Linked DNA regions of Mus musculus: regions 1, 2 and 4 are each linked to region 3. A link is a contact called in public Hi-C, HiChIP or PLAC-seq and promoter capture Hi-C data. All regions are on one chromosome and are shown on one strand. The core of a region is the stretch at or near the end of the contact, and the rest is flanking DNA. Distances in the headings are between cores, read along the strand shown.

Region 1 (4,473 bases), core at 1,412-3,911, 250 kb after region 3:
CAGCTTTCTCCCCCCATCAGTGAGAATGAATAATCCCAGTTTATAGAATCATTAGGCAGCTTAAGTGGAATCACTGAGAGGTTCAGAGTTGTTCTCAGGATGTGGAAGCTATAATTACAAAAGTCTGGTCACTCAAAAATGTTACTACATTCTGCCAATTAGTAGCGATTAGAGTCATCAGAAGAACTTATAGTCAACCACCAGGCTGGGAAACTAGTGGGTTTCCTCGAAGACAGAAACCAAGAAACAAGAAAACCTAGAAAGAGCCCAGTGGGGGAGCATGTCTCCAACAGATGTGTGTAAGTGAACAACGAGGTATTCAATTAGTGAAGGAAGGCTATGACGGAATCGCATCCAAGCATAGTGATGAAGCCGGTTAGAATTACGTCACAGCACAGGAATGTTTCCTGGCATAATATGTATAATTTTGAAAGTGTAAGAAAAGAGTCTAGGGATGTTCTAATCTCCAGGCCCTCTATGGAGACAGGCTCACTCTGTAGCCAAGGCTAGCCTCAAACTCTTGATTCTTCTGCCGCAGCCTTTCAAGCGCTGGGGATTACAAGGGTGCACCACCACACCTGCCTTTCCAAGTTTTCGTTTTTTTTCTTTTGGTCCAAACTCAGGGTCTTATGTATCCCAAGCAAGCGTTCTAACCATGGAACTACACGCTACCTCCTTCTGATTTCTTCAGAAGAAATGTTTCTGACTTTGTCTAACCCTGGGAAGAAAGATGCACTGTTCCCTGTTTCTGTGGATGAGGGGGGCTGAGGCATCTTCCCAGACCGACCCTGCCTTGTGTTCCTCAGCCCGGTGTCTTACCTGGCTCTGGGGGATTTTTACAGATGGTATCCGAGTAGGAGGTACCTGGAGCTGCCTCCACCAGGCCCTGGATCTCACATCTGTGGAGAAACAAGACTGTGAGCTTCTCCCTGCTCCCCTTGGTGACTGGCTCCAGGAACACATGGTCGGGATGGCCGGAAGTCAAGGATGGAGGAGATGACAACCCTTGGGTTTCCTGGAGGTGAGTGGGGGAAGGGCCCTCTCACCTGGTATGGGGTTGACAGCGGGCTCGAGGGGAGGAAGTGTTCTGGAAGTGTCCCGGCTTACAGGGGACACAGTTGACGTCAGTATCCATAATTTCATCTGGCAAAAGAAAGGCAGGCCAGTGGGGGTGAGTGGGTAAGTGTGAGGACTCGGTGGCCTTCCTTTACGTCCCCTCTTTGCCAACCATTCTGCTCTGTAGTTGCTACCTTTCCCAAGCTTGGCTTTGCAGCCTGCCGTTTTGCCCAAGCTTCCCCAGGGCTGACAGGAGGGAGCTACCTTCTAAGCTCCTCATACCAGTTCATGTCTTGGCAGACCCCCTCCTGTGAGCCTTTTTCAAGGACTGATAGATTCTTTATGGTTCTCCCAGTGGGCAGAGGTACCACACTCACAGTACCAGTGGGGAGAAGCACCATGCGCACAGTATCACGTTCCTTGCCCTTGATGCCCAGCCTCCCTTTACTGGCTGCCCTCAGTGACCTCTGACCTGTGACCTCGGCTTCTGTGCCAGGCTGGCAGAGTACAAGCCGCTCCTCCTCACAGTGCACACACTCATTGTCCAGATACACACAGGACATCCCCGGCTGACAGCGGCACTCGGCTTTCCGATCGCTGGTGCAAGGGGCAACCTCCTCAAAGCCCAGCACTGTCAGGGAGAGGGAAGAGTCAGAGAGGAGCTGGCCCTCCCAGTCGTACCCATCATGCAGATCCAGATGAGTCCCCACTTACCAATGTCACAGGGGCGGCACAGCTGGCAGGTGGAGAGATGGTTCCAGTGTTCATTATAGGAATTATGGGGGCAAGTCTTGCAAACCGTGTCTTGGCTGCGGCTGCATACCGCAAAGACAAACTCGCCTATGAGGCGAATGGGGAAAGAGGGTTATCAGGAGACAAGAAGTCCATCTCTGCGTCCGCTGCCTCTGCTTGCTGCATGCCTCGGAGCCTCTCCTTGGTCTCTTTGTCCCCATCCTGTCTTCATGGCTACATGCCGCTACCTCTTCAAATCTCAGTGTCCGTGGGACAATGCTAATGCTTCGTAGACTCTCCTTCCTGGCTAGTTTTAGCAGTGCTGGCTCATTCTGGCTCACCTCTACCACCCAAGCCACTTGGAGCCACTGTTCTCACCTGGGGGACAGCGGGAGCAGCAGACGTCGTGCATGGGCTCGTAGTATTCCTTGTCCTGGTCCCAGCAAGTCTGGTTTTCTATGCGATAAGGGGGCACCTTCCAGAGGAGGCGGAGAAAGAGAAGAATGAGGCAGGGTCAGCTCTGGAGGGCAGAAGGGCTAGAGAGAAACCTGGTCCATCCCACCTAGCCCCTCCCTCACCAGCTGGGGCTGAGAGGCCACCAGAAGCCCGCTGAGTCCCAGCAGGAGTGGCCCCCAGGCCAGGCCGCAGGGAGAGGAGGCCCGGGGCAGGCGCATGGCGGCCTTTCGGCTCGGCTGACCAGACCGGGTGGAGTCCTAGGAGGAAGGTGGGAAGCCCGGACGTCCTGAGCAGCGTTGGCCACGACTTCCCAAGCCTGGCGGCTGGGCCGACGTGCCCCCGGGGGCCGGGAGCGGCCGGGCCTGGCCTCCAGGGCTCCAGCGCCGGGCTCAGGAAGTGGGAGTGGAGCGAGCCGGCCGGGGGCGGGGGCAGGGAGCCCTGGGAGCAGAGGCCGGCCTGTCGCAATCGCGACGGGGGGGGGGAAGAGGAACAGGCTTGGCCGCCTCGACGCAGGGCGGGAGGGGGTGGCCGGGAAAGCACGTGAGAGCTGCAGGCCCGGAACCCGGCCTCCACCTTTCTTCGGAAGCCTGGCTCTCAGAGGGGATTGCGGATTAGGATCGCTTGCTGGCCGAAAGGGGGGCAGCAGAGACAGTGGCTAGCCATCAGTCAGGCCCACCTCCGAGAGCCCGAGGCAGAGCTGACTTGGTTGACCTGCCGTGGACGTTGAGGCAGAGAGCTGTGGACAGCTGGGTGTCAGATTTGCAAAGAGGAGGCGCCAGGGATTGACAGTGCACCCAGCCAGGATACCCAGAGGTGGTTAGCAGATGCAGCCAGCGTCTGGCCAGGCATCCCACTTGGCAGAGACTGAGGGCCTGCTCCACTCTGTGACTTTTTAAAAAGAAGCTTCCACAGTAACAAGCCCACCCACGCCACACACCAGGGCGCACACCACAAGACACTGGAGAGAGTTCAGCTGGCCCTGAATCTGTCCTCTCCTCTGGGACCTCTCTCACGGAAGGGTGGGCGTGTGTAAACCCAGGTCCTGGTGAGTGGGGGCTTCTGGGCTGGGGCTGGGTAGCCTAGTTCCAGCGTGTGTGCACATAAGCCTATAACTCTCTTAAACCGAGGGACCTGAGAGCCCAGCCAGTGTAGGTACCTTACTTTCTAGAGAAGACCTGCCCAGGGTGCCAGGCAGCGGTGCACAGGGTTCCAAGATCGTTAAGCCTGGTGGGCCTTTTCTTCCTGCCATTAATAGCCCAGAGCTGCTGGAAGTATGTGACACCCCTTTTTCCCACGTCTACTGATTCCCAACCCCCCCCCCCAGCCCCCTTCACACACACACCCCTCTAAATTTCTATTAAGAAAACAGCCATGGAGCCCCCAAGGAACCCTAATGTCTGCCCTGTGCTCCTTACTAGGCTATTGGCTGGCCCGTGGCCTGGTTTGGCTATTTAGTCTAGGCTCACGGAGTCTAGCATGATCTGGCTTATGCCACTGGCCAGGTACATATTCGTTGTGTAAATGAAGGCTGTCCACACCGCTTAGCCACTCTGGAAGAACTTAACTGCAGTCCAGATCTGATTTTCAGATCCCAGCCCATGGCAACATCTGTCCTGCCTCCCTTGTGACTCGGGGGTGGGGGGTGGGGTTGGACTCTCATTTGGAATGAGGGAAAGCCTTCTCTTGCAATAGCTCACCTGAGAACTGACCTTTTCCATGGTGGATCAGATATCCAGACAGGCTTTCGGTGGAGCCTCGAAATGCTGGCAAGGGATTGAGTTTTAGAGAAGACCTGGGGAGAGGGGGGAACAGAGCGGGGCGGGGTGGGGGGGAACTTGCCTGGGCTTTTTTTTTTTAAGTGTATACTTTTTTTAAAAAAAAGATTTATTTATTATTATATGTAAGTACACTGTAGCTATCATCAGACACTCCAGAAGAGGGAGTCAGATCTCCTTAGTGGTGGTTATGAGCCACCACGTGGTTGCTGGGAATTGAACTCAGGACCTTCAGAAGAGCAGTTGATGCTCTTAACTGCTGCCTGGGCTCTTGATAGTCACTCTGTGCTGTCCCCTCCCTGGGTGCTGGCCCAGCAGCTCCACTCTGCTGGTACCTGTCTGTCTCAATTGTCCCAGGTTCCCTGGCAGTGGTAGAGATACTGAATAGCAGACCTCTGATTTCTCTTCCTTCTGGGCTCAGGGAGTTGGGGCAGGGGCTTGACTCACTTGGATC
Region 2 (4,745 bases), core at 1,462-3,961, 200 kb after region 3:
TTTCTTTTTTATAACTGACAAAAAGGTTTTTTTCTTGTTGTGCTCTAGGTACTAAATCCTTATTGGGTATGAAGAAGGGAAGGGAAGTATTGGGGCTGGTGAGGTGCTGAGCACAAATCTAATAAGCACATTTCAGCTCCTGGAGCCCATGTAAAATCCCTGATGTGAGGCTCACATCTGTGATCCCAGCATTCCCTGCTAATGGCAGGAGAGCCAGACATCACCTGGAAGCTCACAGCCAACTGCCTGGAGTGCACAGAGCAGCAGAAACAACAAAAGGGATTCTGAGTGCTCCCAGCTCCTGCAGAGGACCCTGTTTCAGTTCCCAGCACCCACATCAGGTGGCTCCCAACCGCCTGAAACTCCAGTGCCAAGGGATCGAATGCCCTCTTACGGTCTCTGTGGGCACTGCATGCATGTGGGGCACATACAGACAAGACACACATAAGTAAGAACACATTTAAAGCCTGGCTGAGATGCTACACACTTTTCATCTCAGCACTCAGGAGGCAGGAGCAGGCTGATCTCTGAGTTCGAGGCCAGCCTGGTCTACAGAGTGAGTTCCAGGACAGCCAGGGCTACACAGAGAAACCCTGTCTCGAAAAAACAAAAACAAACGAACACACACACAAAATGCAAAAGTTGTCCTCTGACATGTGATGGCATGCAAATGTGCATGTGTATGTGTATGAGTGTGTTTGCACCCCAACACCTTCCCCACACTAATAATAATGGTAACAATAATAATAATACCCCTAAGTGAGTACTTCCTACCACTCCATGCTCTCTGGCCGCTTCCCTTCCTCCCTCAGGTGCTATCTTTTCATATGAGAAGTTTTTAAATCTTGAGTTGTAGTGATCTATTTTTTTCCTTTGTTGCTTATTCTTTTGGTGGTGTACTTAGGAAACTGTCGCCTAATCTAAGGTCACAGAGGTTGCCACCTCTTTCCTTCTAATGGCTTTGTAGTTTTAATTCTTTTTTTCTTTTCTTTCCTTTTCTTTTCTTTTCTTTCTTTTTTTTTCCGAGACAGGGCTTCTCTGTATAGCCCTGGCTGTCCTGGAACTCACTTTGTAGACCAGGCTGGCCTCAAACTCAGAAATCCGTCTGCCTCTGCCTCCCGAGTGCTGGGATTAAAGGCGTGCGCCACCACGCCCAGCCTGTAGTTTTAATTCTTGTATTTCACTGCTGAGCGGTGTCTCAGTGCCTGAAGTCAGAAGAAAACTATTCTTACACTGGAGGGTCTTGGTAACCATCAATTGGCCTATGGCTTGATTTCTGGACTCTCAGTTTTATTCCATTAATCTATGTCCATCTTTATGTCGCTCTCACAGTTTTGATTACAGTTTTATAGTAAGTTTTGACATCAAGAAGTATAAACTCGGAGTGGTACTGTATGCTTATGTAATCCCAGCAGTAAGGTGGCAGAGGCAGGAGGATTACTGTAAGTAAAAGTTCAGCCTGCGCTACATAGCGAGACCTGTCTCAGAAGAGAAGAGAAAGGAAACTGGAAAGAATGAGTTAGTGGGTTTTGATCTTTTCTGAAATAATGTTTTGTTTTTACACTAATTTGTTCACTCATTTTGTGTGTGGTGTGGGTGGGAGTGTGTCGCGGCACGTATGTGGAGGTCAGAGGTCAGTTTACAGAAGTTGATGCTCTCCTGCCACCGTTGGAGGTCCCAGGGATTCAGTTCAGGTAGCCAGGCTTGGTGGCAAATGTCTTTAATTGCTGAACCATCTTTCTGGCCTCTCTAAAGTATTTTGGCTATTCCGTGCCTCTTGAATCGCCGTATGACTTTTAGGATCAGTTTCATTTCTGCAAAAAGGGGCAATTGAAATTTTTATAGGCATTGTCTTGGACTCACTGGTGGGAGTTGGCAGAATTATCACAATAACACAATCAGGTTTTCCAACCCATGAACACCAAATCTTCTGATATATTTAGTACTAAATGCCTTTAAACAATGTTTTGTGACTTTTCATTGTAGAAGTCTTACAATTTATTTGTTGACTTTCTTGGTAAGGTTTTAATCTTTCTGATGCTATGGTAAGTGGAATTCCCCCCTCCCCTAGTTTTTTCTTGTTTTGTTTCTGAGACAGGGTTTCTCTGAAAGAGAGCTCTGCCTGTCCGTGAACTTGCTTTGTCAACCAGGCTAACTTTGAACTCACAGGGAACTGCCTGCCTCTGCCTCCCCAGTGCTGGGATTAAAGATATGCACTCTTGGTTCCTTTGTTTTTTAAATTAATTAATTAGTTGATTAATTAATTAAAAAAAACCAGTGTCTCATGTATTCCAGGATGGCCTCAAATTGATTTTGTGGCTAAGAATGACCGTGAACACCTGATTCTGTCTCTACTCCTAAGCACTAAGTGACACTGTGACACTTCACCCAGCTGATGTCAGGCTACCCGCTGCTTACGTTACTTATTTTTCTATTTAGACAGGGTCTCCTGTAGTTTCTGCTAGCCTCAGCCTGACTCCACGTGTCTCCCTCCCAAGTGCTGGAGGTGGCAGATGAGCGGCACAGTGCCTGGCTGTGTTGACTTTTGAAGAAGGCAGCTGTTTTCTCTGCGGGCAGGAAGGTGGCAGCAGGACGTGTAGGTGTGTTGCTATGACACCGTGTGCTGCTGTTGTCACGTAACTTCTCTGAAGTCATAGATGGCGAGTTAGATTCTGTGACACAAAGGGAAGCGTGTCTGACTAATTATTCCCACACTGCCTTCGCTTCTGAGGGCTCCCTGGCCTGGGAGAGTTTGAGCAGAAGTGTAAGTTTGGGTCTACAGAGCTCTCGATGTCCTGACCCTTCACTCCTGTAGGATTTGGGCTAGCCCCTTCTGAAGGAACAGGGACCCCTTTAGTGGGCACAGGCTGTGGTCATATTTCTTTTCTCTTTTTCTTTTCTAATGTTTTTGAGGTAGCCTAGGCTGACCTCTGAGGATAGCCCAAGTGCTGACACTTCAGGTGTGTGACACCATGCCTGGCTACCGTCACATTTTGTCACATGCCTTTTGCCTGTACTTACTGACTGGAGAGCTGTTTATTCATGCTTTGCCCATGTCAAAACTGGATAACTGATTCTTCTCTTTCACCTACAAGTTAGACCAGGATGGGCATTTTCATGAGCCTATTGCCTAGGGAGGTTTGTAAATGATAGACACAGGCAAGGCGGGGCCAGAGGAGGCTGAGGTGAAAATCCAAGGAAAAATCCAAGAGTCAGTCAGATGGCAAAGAACTGAAGAAATACTGGACCATTGGAGGTATAAATGTCTGTTTGCCCTCTGCTTCTCTGGTTGTTAGTGGGGTGAGCTGCTCAAGGACTTTGAATGAGTCTGTCTGTGCTGTAACCGGGAGGGTGGGTGGATCGGTGCTGATGCTCCTAGGGAGCATGTGAGCAATGGTGTCAGGTACTGAGCTGCGCAGGACGCAGGGCTGGTAAATGTGTCCTGGAACGACTCAGTCACCAGCTCCTGCCTTCTCTGCCAGGCGTGAGAGCAGCATGAGAAGTCAGGGTTCCAGGCAAAGAGTAAAGGAACCCGGGAGGTCAAGGCACGGGGCGGGCAGGTGGAACAGAATATCACCCTTCCTAGGGTTCCCAGTGGGAAAGTGCGAACTTCAGGACGGGCCGTGTGGAGACTTCTGGGGCTGAGACGTGACTAACACATTTCCATGCTGAAGGATGTGGTGGACTGGCAAGGGACTAGAATAAGAGATGACGTGAGTTTCTGTGTGTTTTCTGATCCTTTTTATTATTATTTTTTAAAGATTTACTTATTTTATGTATGTGAGTACACTATAGCTGTACAGATGGTTGTGAGCCTTTATGTGGTTGTTGGTCATTGAATTTTTTTAGGACCTCTGCTCACTCTGGTCAATCCTGCTCGCTCAGTCCCTGCTCGCTTCAGCCCAAAGATTTATTTATTATTATGCATAAGTACACTGTAGCTGTCTTCAGACGCACCAGAAGAGGGCGTCAGATCTCATTATGGATGGTTGTGAGCCACCCCCTGCCAGCTCTGATCCTTTTTATTTTTTAAGACAAGGGCTGTCTGTGTAGTCCAATGACTTAGTACTTACTGCCCAGACCCTTGTCCTCCTGCCTCCTCCTCCTCTCAAGCCCTGAGACTACAGATTCACACCACCACGCCCAGCTGTTTGTATAGTTCGGGATTAGAGAGTAGAGAAAAATGGTCTGGGAGTAATTACTGACATTGTAGACAAAGAATAGATTATTGTTCATCAAGTAAACATTCTACTGTCCCTTATGCCTTTTAAGTTCAAAGTACGCATTTTGTTGTTTTATTATGAAGCTCTACATATGTACGTGCTGGCGATTCAAACTCAGCCCTCAGATGGCTGTGTAACACCTTGCATAGATAAACACTGGGCCATTTCTGCAGACCCATCTTTCTTTTCTTTCTTTCTTGTTTGAGACAGGGTCTCACTACATAGCCCTGGTTGGTTCAATAACTTCCCACTGTGCTTCATTCCCATTTGTCCTTTTAAAATTAAAATTTTATTAACTCAGCTTGAACAATTTAAGCTCCACTATAAATATAGTCCATTGGAGTCTCTTAAATATTTTAAATCTCTCATCTAAATTTAACATCCAGTATATTTGATTTTCTCTTAAAGCGTTTCGATGCGTGACAGGGCAGTGTCTCTTTAGACATCGTTTCAACTTACTGGGCAGCCTAGGCTGCCTATGAACACCTGATCTTCCTGCTTCAGCCTCCTAAGTGCTGGTAT
Region 3 (4,626 bases), core at 278-2,777:
CTAACCAGTACCCCCCTGGAGCTCCTGTCTCTAGCTGCATATGAATCAGAAAATGGCCTAGTTGGCCATCAGTGGAAAGAGTGGCCCATTAGTCGTGCAAACTTTATATGCCTCAGTACAGGGGAACGACAAGGCCAAGAAGTGGGAGTGGGTGGGTGGGGGAGTGGGTGGGGGAGCGTGTGGGGGACTTTTGGGATAGCATTGGAAATGTAAATGAAATAAATACCCAATTTAAAAAACAAAACCAGGGGCTGGTGAGATGGCTCAGTGGGTAGGAGCACCTGACTGCTCTTCCGAAGGTCCAGAGTTCAAATCCCAGCAACCACATGGTGGCTTACAACCATCTGTAACAAGATCTGACGCCCTCTTCTGGAGTGTCTGAAGACAGCTACAGTGTACTTACATATAATAAATAAATAAATCTTTAAAAAAAAAAACAAAAACAAAAAACAAAGCAAAACCAGTAGACCCGGGTGTACGACTGGGTGCCAGAGCATTTGCTTAGCGTACACGAGATCTTTTTTTTTTTTTTTTTTTTGGTGTTTTTGAGACAGGGTTTCTCTGTGTAGCCCTGACTGTCCTGGAACTCACTTTGTAGACCAGGCTGGCCTCGAACTCAGAAATCCGCCTGCCTCTGCCTCCCGAGTGCTGGGATTAAAGGCGTGCGCCACCACGCCCGGCTCATACACGAGATCTTATATTCAGTCATCACAAAGGAAAAAAAACCACAGCTAGTATAACGCACCCTCCAGCCTTCAGGAGTGATCAACCCATGGCTTATCACTCAGCAGAATATTCACGTTGATTTTTATCCAGGGTTGGTCAAACTCATTTAACCACAATACCTTTGTCAGCTATCTCCAAAAGATCCGTCTTTGCTAACTAATATGCATTGAAGGGCTATGCTCAGCCTGAAGAGCAGACAGAGACCACCACAAGCCCCCTACCTCCAGGAGCTCCCAGCCTGAGGCAGACAGAGGGAGAGGAGGAAGCATCCAGTCAGGCAACTGCTCTGATGGAGGAACTGGGTGTGTGCTGGTAGGCAGGCAAGGAGGGAGAACCCTTGGCTGACCAACAGGCCCCAGGCAGGGGAAGCTACAACCACGAGCCACTTTTGCTAAACCACCTAGCTGACCCAAGAGAGGAAGAGAGACAGGCAGGGAGGAGACAGGTGAGAACATCATGATGTGTGTGTGTGTGTGTGTGTGTGTGTGTGTGTGTGTGTGTGTGTGTTAGTCATCAGGTATCAGTGGGTGGGTGTGCCGCAGAGAGAGTTCCCGGAAACTGCACATCTGGGAGCCATAGTTGCAGAGTTAGGTGACTGGGGTAAGGTTGGATTTTCACCGGCTTTTAGAGCTTGCTTCTCTGACCTGTTTGCGAAGGTGTCTGTGGTCAAAGCTCTTTGACTCTGTGGGGTTGGTTGGGTGAGTGCAGGAGCTGGGAGGGATGTTCTGAGATCTGTAAGGTGGGTGTGTCAGGCCCGCCCAGGAGCAGGTCCTACCAGGGAAGCTCAGCCCAACCCAGCCCAGAGTGTCAGCGGAAGCAGGCTTGGGGCAGCGGCAGAGGAAGAGCAACCGATCACAGGTATGGGGAGGTGACAAATGGGGCTGGACCACCAGAAGTGGGGGACATTGGTGAGGATGGAGAATGTAGGTGGGCCGTAGGCTCTGGGAAATCCTTTTAGATACAGTGAAAAGGCAAACGGGGCTGCCCCATGTGGACAGATCTGTCCATAGGAGCCTGAAGAGGCAGCCAACATGCCTGAGACACCTGATGGGCTGAAGCCTCACTGTGGGCCACCTTAGGGTCTTGCCCTAAAACTTTAGACTCCTGTTTTCATGCTGACCCTGAGGTCTGCTCCCCTCAAGCCCACTCATCCTGCAGGGCCAGGTCCTGTTCTGGAAGACACGGAGCTGCTCTGAGTAAAATTGGCTAAAGAGTTTACTGGTAAAGGCATCTTACTCGAGCTACCAAGGTATGTTTTATTTTGTTATTTGGTGCTGGAGATGGACTGCCCTATATGCTAATAAGCACTTGCCCTACCACTGAGTTCCCTCCCCTTTTTGAGATGTAGCCCAGGTTGGCCTCAAAATCTGTACATAGCCAAGGAGGACCTTGAACTCCTGAAGCCTCTCCCTGGAGCCCTGGGGTTACAGGCATCAAGTTTATGCAAGTGCTGGAGGTTAAACCTAGGTCGTGCTAGGCAAGCACTCTACCGGCCGAGCTCAATCCCCAGTTTCCCGACCCTTTTGGATGAGTGAGGTCTCATTATGCTTTCTAGCATGGTCTTCAACTCCTAACCTCCACGGACACCCCTGCCCTGTCAGCTTTCCTGCTAGTTGAAACTATACGTGTGAGCCACGATGAAACTATAGTGTGAGCTCAGATCTATTTCATCTATTTTGGGCTGTGCTAGAGATTAAACCCTTGTGAATGCTATTCTACCACTGAGCTACCCCAGCCCTTCCAGGTATATTTTAATGGGTCTTGAGGAAGCACTGCCCTACTCCAACCTGAAATGCTCATATGTAACAGAAAGGTGTCAGGCTGCATGGTCTCTCTGTCCCCATGGCTTTGACAGAATGGCTGATGAGCAACTAGGAGAGGAAATGAGCCATTGTGCATATTTGGGAATCCAGGGAAGGCTGTCTGGGACTTTTGCCATACCGGTGCAGGCCACTGCCTGCCTACTACCTATGGTTATGGGTGTTCAGTGACAAGAAAGGGACACATAGACTTCTGTTTCCAGAACTCTTCACTTATGGTAAACTGAAGTCATAGCCCTGGGGGGCTGGGAAGTGAGGAACTGTGACCCCCTCACTTCCCAAACAGCAAGAGACACTAACACTAGCTCAATCTGTGCTGTCTGATGCCGTTAGTTCTTCCTACCCTGCTGTTCTCAGTGCGTAGCCCACTGGCACAGAGACCTTTTTTTGTCCAGAAGCATAAACAACAACAACAACAACAATAATAATAATAATAATGATAATATAGCAGCCAAGGAGGAGACAGCAAAAAAGAGGGAACTGTTGAGAATATTTATGTAGCTGAGAGGCCAAGCATTTGATCTGCCTGGTGTGCACAAGGCTCTGGGTTCATCTCCGGCATAAAAAAATACAAGGGTGTGGACCTCTGAGTCCGGTGGTATGGTGGAAGTTCAGAGTAAGGTCACCCAGCCTAAAAGGCTCCAGGAGATTATTCGGAGTGGGCAGGACCTGTTAAGCCTGAAGCAAGGGTAAGACACACACAGGGCACAGCTCACAGCTCAGCACTCAGCTGGACCTATGGCAGTGACTGTGTTGTTGGGTTTTTTTTTTTTTTTTTTTGGGTTGGAACTTTGTTTCCTGTTTTTCCAGCTTTGGAAGGTAGGGTGGAGAGAGAGGTGGGTAAGCTGTCAGCTACACATCAGGGGAGCTAACCACTGAGCTCTGGGACATTTTCCCACACCAGTATTTGGAAGGATGAGCATATGCCCAACACGCCTGGAGCCTGAGGCAGGAGACTGGTCACGAATTCCAAGTCAGTAAGAGATCTGTGAAACCCTACCTCAGGGAGCAAGAGAGAAGTAGGAGAGGAGAGGGAAGGCTCACTGGGGAGAGCTGGCCAGACGCAGGGAAGGGAATCACTGTGCATGTGCAAGAGCGAGACAGGGAGGTGAGGGTGATGTTGGAAGTCGGGGCGAGAAAGGCTCTGGTGCAGAGAGGCTGAAATCAGAATTTTGGTCAGAGAGCAGGGCAGCCCTGGTCAGAAAGGTGACCCCTTGACTAAACAGCTATACTTGGGCCAGAAACCACAGGATGGCTATCTTTGCCACCTGGGGCATACATGGGAAGCCTCTAATCTCTTTCTGGTGACCCCAGAGACTCTAGCTCCCTCTAGGCTGGGCAACCTCACTCTGGATTCCCCAGAGCACAGACCTTCCATCTTTCCTTGGCCCTCAGTCTCAGGGGAAGCTGACTGGCAAGAGAGGTCCAGAGCACACCTTTTGTTTAGAAAGTCTTACCATGTAATTAACTCTGCTGCCCTGAACTCACTATGTAGAAAAATGTGCACCACCACCCTGGGCATGCATTATTTATTTATTTATTTATTTATTCATTCATTCATTCATTCATTCATTCATTCATTCATTCTATGTAAGTACACTGTAGCTGTCTTCAGACGCACCTGAAGAGGGCTCAGATCTCATTACGGGTGGTTGTGAGCCACCATGTGGTTGCTGGGATTTGAACTTCAGACCTTCGGAAGAGCAGTTGGATGCTCTTACCCACTGAGCCATCTCACCAGCCCCCTATTTATTTTTTAATTTATTTATTCATACATAGATTTCTTGCATGGTCTGAACTTGGCTGTGCAGACCAGGCCTGGAACTTACGATCTTCCAGCTTTCTGCCTCCCAAGTGCTGGCATTAGAGGTGTATACCAGCTCCTCTGAGGCTGGGACAAAGCTGACAAGTCTAAGGCCTGCTTCTCATCCCGGGGTCCTGGAGGGAGCTTAGTGGATGGGTATGATGTCATTCTTATACCTAAGCCTGTCAGAAAAGGTGGACCCACTTAGCATCCTTCCAACAGAAACAGAGGAAGAGTCCAACTAGCTACTTAGGCATTTAAAAAGTGTTTCTTGTG
Region 4 (4,409 bases), core at 1,816-4,315, 190 kb before region 3:
CCCTCAACCAGGAATCTTCTCTTTGTAACAGATGGAGACTTTTAAGGGCAGAGGTGTGGAGCCCAATCCCACCTAATACACCTAGAACACAACTCCTGCACCCAAGGCTCAGGAATAGTTTCAGAAGACCAGTGGGAAGATTATAAGGGCCAGAAGAACAGAGAGTTTGCTGTGAGACTGTCTCTGACGAATGTCAGAAACTACACCTACAAGCTCTCATGACCAACATGGCTTCCTAAACATGACCTGAGCCAGGGGGAAAACTCAGGAGGCCTCAACCTCAGACCAAAAAAAAAAAGTCTTCCCCAGGAAAAGCACACTAATTGGCTATCTAATAACAAAAGATCAGCGTTGTAAAAAATGTGTACGTACAAGCAACATTATACAGACTAAGCAAGTGGGTGTGTGTGTGTGTGTGTGTGTGTGTTCTAAACAAACAAAAAGATGCTATGAATTTGAAAGAGAGTTGGTGAAGGTACATGAGAGGGTTTGGAGAGAGGAATCTCTTCAAAATTAAAAATAATGAAACAGATGTTCATGGCTGGGGCAGAACTGGGACTTAAATCAATACTACACACAGGACCTGTATCAGGGCCCCCAGTCTTCCCATGGGGCCTAGCTCGGGATACAGAGATGCAATGCAGGTGCCTATGTGACTCGTTTGTGACTGTAGTATTCCTGATTCTACGGACTTGTCCACTAGTAGGAGTGAAGGTCAGAGACCAGGACAATAGGTGTCCCTTACTCTCACCTCCTACTTCCCACACTTCCCTCTTGTATACTCCCTTGGTTGCTGGACTGCACTCCCTAAGGGGGAAGGGCCCTCAGCATAGACCTCAGCTAGAGAAGGATCAAGAGCCATCCCGTCACTCCCTCCAGGAGAGCCAGGAACCAACAGAAGAGCAGAGTGAGGCCCAGGAATTCCTGAGCAGGAAGGAAGCTGAAGGGTGTGTAGCCTCTTACCCAGCACTGAGAGTGTCATGCCGAACCAGTTCTTTTTCTGGTCCAGGGTCACGGTGCAGTTCCAGAAGTCGCTGTCCTGAACCCTTAGGTTGGACATGGAGAGAACTTTGGAACCACTGACAACTTTACCCTTTTTGTGTTTGCACTCTGTCAAGGGGTTAGAGACCTTAGAGTTGCTATCCAAGGTCAGGGTCAGGCTCTGCCCTTGCAACAGGCTGGTACCCGGACTGAAGGTCACTGTAGAGGAAGCAGAGTACCTGCATCACACACCATCCCCAAGGATGGAGGGAGAAAGAACAACAGTGTCTCTCCATCATTGTCTTTCAACAGTGCCTCCCCTCCCAACTCCCAGCTGGCCATGCCCAGCATAAGGTAGGGGTCCCCTCCCACCGCATCCCCCATTAACCAAGAGGAACACTCTGACCCACTTGTGGTCTGAAATATCATCAGTTCAGGACCTGGTTTTGGTGTGAGCATGGAAGGGAAGAGGAGGAGATGTCTATACCCCAAGACTGCCCGACTCACCTTTGAACACCCACAACTCCACCTCCTCTTTCCTGTTCTCCAGCTCACAGATATAAGTCTGAGAGTCTTCCATCTTAAGTTTATTGATGATGAGAGGAAACGATCCTTTCTCCCATGCCCCTTTTTTGGAATCAAAACGATCAAACTGCGAAGGCGAACCTCCTGCAAATCGAAGCCATACAAAAGAAGTTGAGGTGCCCTGGCACCTCTGCTGAAAAGAGTGCCCACAACTCTGCTGGTCTGAGTTGGCAGTCTTTAATTCACCCTCATGAAGGACTCTGAACTGATGAGAAGGCCCACCAATGTCTATTTACATGGTGGGAACAGTATCCCACTAGCTCAAAAATACCATAAGATACTCTGCTGATTTGGGGAGCAACCACTCTTACAAACTGAACACTGTACATACCATCTACCATGATCTTCACAATAATTCCTGAGAATACAGACTGTTTGGCAGATATGGACGCTATCACTCAGGGTTGAGACAATGGCTCGAATTCATACATCTTAGTAATTTGTCCCATGAATTAGAACTATTAATGACCATTCAGAACTAAATGCCTTCCCCAGAGGATGGTAAAGTAAATAATACTTCAATCTTGTGTGGTGGTGTATACCTCTAATCTCAGTCAGGCCTCAGGAGGTTGAAGAAAGAAGATTTGAGAGTTCAAGGCCAGTTTGGGCTACAAAACTTACCTGACACCTCAGTGAGTAAACACTTTCAACCTGGTGACCTTAGCTCAATTCCCAGGACCTTTGTAGAAACAAACTCCCACAAATTGTCCCCTGACAACCTCTACCCCATAATGACTTTTTTTGTTTTGTTTTCTATTTTTGTGTTGTTGTTGTTTGCTTGTTTGTTTTGTTTTTCCAGACAGGGTTTCTCTATGTTGTGCTGGCTGTCATGGAACTGGCTTTGTAGACCAGGCTGGCCTTAAACTCAGGGCTCCCTCCCCCCGCCCCTGCCACATCCCTTTTCTACCTATACACTTTTGACATCTGTAAGAGGTGGAGCTTAAAGTTTGAGTCCCGTATGTACACTCTGCAATGCTGTCTCTGGAAAGCTCCTTCAGCATGAATTCGGGCTCTGTTTTTTCCTTCCCTCCTTTCTCCTCCCATCCTCCTCATTCATGCTAGAGACTGATCCCAAGGGCTCACACTTATTAAGGAGGCTGTATGTCGGAACTACACCGTCTCCATACCTCCTGGTCTGGTCTCTGTCTTATGTTCTTTTCCTATTGCTATGATAAAACACCCTGACAAAGGCAACCTAAGAGAGGGAATTTCGAGGTTCCAGGGTCCAGTCCATCATGGCTCAACCCAAGACAACAGGAGTTAAAGCAGCTGATCTTATCCTATGCACCAGCAGGAGGCAGAGTATGGTGAACTGATTCTTGCACTCAGCTGGGGTCTTGTTTTTTGTTTTTGTTTTCTGATTTTTGGTGTTTGGATTTTTTTTTTCCTGTTCCCACAGTGGGCTGGTTCCTCCACCAGAACCTGATCAAGAGAAGCCCTCACAGTCATGCCCAGAGGCTAAAAAGTCTCCCCATTCCCTGGGACCGATCTCTGAGGTGGTTTCAGTTCCTGTCAAACTGATTACAAGAGGAAATTCCTCTTTCAGCTCCCTGTGTGCAGTGGCAGCTCCATAATCCATTTCTCCGTTCTTCTCACAACTGACCAGACTTGGAGGAGTAGCTTACTCAGATTCTCTCCCTCTCCTTCTCCCTCCACCCTTTCCCCTCCCCCTCCCTCCATCCTCTCCCTGCCCACCCCGCCTCTGTGTGTGTGTGTGTGTGTGTGTGTGTGTGTGTGTGTGTTTCTCTCCTTCCACTGTGTGGGGCTCAGGGATCAAATGGATCGAATCCAGGCCACCAGACTTGGTGGGACGTGCCCTTACCTGCTGACCGGTCTCACCCCCTTTCACCCTTTCTTTCTCCCCTTCACACCTTAGTTCCCTTTGCTGGTCTTGACCTCAGACTATTGTCTGGTGTTGCCCTAACTATCTTCTGCTCTGCTTCCCTGTTTCTACATCCATTCTGACTTCCCCTAAATAGCTCCATCATTCACTGCAGATGAGATTCCCAGCCCAGCCTTCTGCTCGCCTCTAGGCTTGTGTTTCCTGTAGCCCAAGGAATAGTTAGCTGTGTTTCAACAACCTCCACCACACCAGAGTAACCTGTTCAAAGTAATGCGTATCGCCTCTCTCCTAAAATAAGCCCTCCTGCTTGCCTTCCTGATGAAGAAAATCATGATGCGATTGTCTATGATGCCCTGTAATCTGAAAACTCGATTCAAAAGAGTATAGGGTATCTAAGAGAATGGGCAAATCTGAGACAAATTGCTGGAGGAGAGCAGTGTTGGACTAAGTCTTAAAAGCCTGGCTGAAGAATGTAGCTCAGTGGTAGAGAACTTGACTAGTAGACATGAGGTCTTGGGTTCAGCCTCTATCCCACCACCACCAAAAGTGAGTATGATGGGGTGGGGTGGGGTGGGGTGCGACTTCAGTGTAACCTGCACAAAGGCAGAAGCAGAGAGCTGAGTTCAAAAGCTGTCCTCTGAACACACTCACTCACTGGAGGGATAATAATAAGTCTTTTTTTTTTCTTTTTTTTTTTCTTTTTTCAGTTTTTCCAGACAGGGTTTCTCTGTGCAGCCCTGGCTGTCCTGGAACTCACTCTGTAGACCAGGCTGGCCTCCAACTCAAAAGTTTACCTGCCTCTGCCTGACTGCTCTGATTAAAGGCGTGCACCACCACCACCTAGCATAAATAATACGTTTTTAAAAGATTTCTTTTGCATGTATGAGTGTTTTGACAACACGTATGTATATGTGCCCGGTTCCCATGTTAACCAAAGGAGGTATCATTTCCCCTAGCACAGGTCTTACAGATGGTTGGGAGCCTCTCTCAATGAGTGCTG

The links. Hi-C and Micro-C count contacts between places; a contact is called where the count stands out from the background. HiChIP or PLAC-seq counts read pairs in DNA pulled down with a chosen protein or histone mark. Capture Hi-C pulls out chosen DNA fragments and counts their contacts.
Region 1: a promoter capture Hi-C map of adipose tissue shows a contact between it and region 3. The contact joins the promoter of Ltbr here to the promoter of Lpar5 in region 3. A contact is called at or near these places in 4 of 39 promoter capture datasets (liver, neutrophils and pre-B cells), 1 of 115 datasets of contacts at active chromatin or transcription factors (pancreatic cancer cells) and 3 of 9 other capture datasets (adipose tissue, liver and pancreatic islet).
Region 2: an H3K4me3 HiChIP or PLAC-seq map of the 230-238 cell line shows a contact between it and region 3, with 2.3 times the contacts expected there. The contact joins the promoter of 4930417O13Rik here to the promoter of Lpar5 in region 3. A contact is called at or near these places in 1 of 39 promoter capture datasets (liver), 1 of 15 datasets of contacts at CTCF or cohesin (embryonic stem cells), 2 of 484 Hi-C or Micro-C datasets (the G1E-ER4 cell line and the N1E-115 cell line), 5 of 115 datasets of contacts at active chromatin or transcription factors (the 230-238 cell line, effector CD8 T cells, embryonic stem cells and 2 more) and 2 of 9 other capture datasets (adipose tissue and liver).
Region 4: a Hi-C map of bone marrow-derived macrophages shows a contact between it and region 3, with 1.6 times the contacts expected there. The contact joins the enhancer-like site here to the promoter of Lpar5 in region 3. A contact is called at or near these places in 8 of 39 promoter capture datasets (the 3T3-L1 cell line, cranial neural crest, embryonic stem cells and 5 more), 5 of 484 Hi-C or Micro-C datasets (the STO cell line, bone marrow-derived macrophages, differentiating embryonic stem cells and 2 more), 12 of 115 datasets of contacts at active chromatin or transcription factors (the SCID.adh cell line, bone marrow-derived macrophages, craniofacial prominence and 8 more) and 5 of 9 other capture datasets (adipose tissue, embryonic stem cells, liver and 2 more).

The regions. Positions count from the first base shown.
Region 1 is chr6:125,311,224-125,315,696 of GRCm38.p6, forward strand. Ltbr (lymphotoxin B receptor) reads right to left here and starts at 2,662. Exons shown (of 10, transcript NM_010736.4): 1 at 2,367-2,662; 2 at 2,167-2,263; 3 at 1,771-1,896; 4 at 1,529-1,687; 5 at 1,047-1,143; 6 at 820-899. The coding sequence starts at 2,462. It also overlaps a transcript of Scnn1a not described here.
Region 2 is chr6:125,262,814-125,267,558 of GRCm38.p6, forward strand. 4930417O13Rik (RIKEN cDNA 4930417O13 gene) reads left to right here and starts at 2,712. Exons shown (of 4, transcript NR_015527.1): 1 at 2,712-3,256; 2 at 3,587-3,713.
Region 3 is chr6:125,066,393-125,071,018 of GRCm38.p6, forward strand. Lpar5 (lysophosphatidic acid receptor 5) reads left to right here and starts at 1,528. Exons shown (of 2, transcript NM_001163269.2): 1 at 1,528-1,584.
Region 4 is chr6:124,871,481-124,875,889 of GRCm38.p6, forward strand. It overlaps Cd4 (CD4 antigen), which reads right to left. Exons shown (of 10, transcript NM_013488.3): 4 at 1,489-1,650; 5 at 964-1,200. Among named protein-coding and RNA genes, the nearest start is that of Gpr162, 9.7 kb to the left of the region's middle. Within about 2 kb of position 3,066, at least 8 of the 459 cell types and tissues checked have an H3K27ac peak or open chromatin away from gene starts, as enhancers often do. A contact at or near this core is called in bone marrow-derived macrophages and microglia, where this site is marked.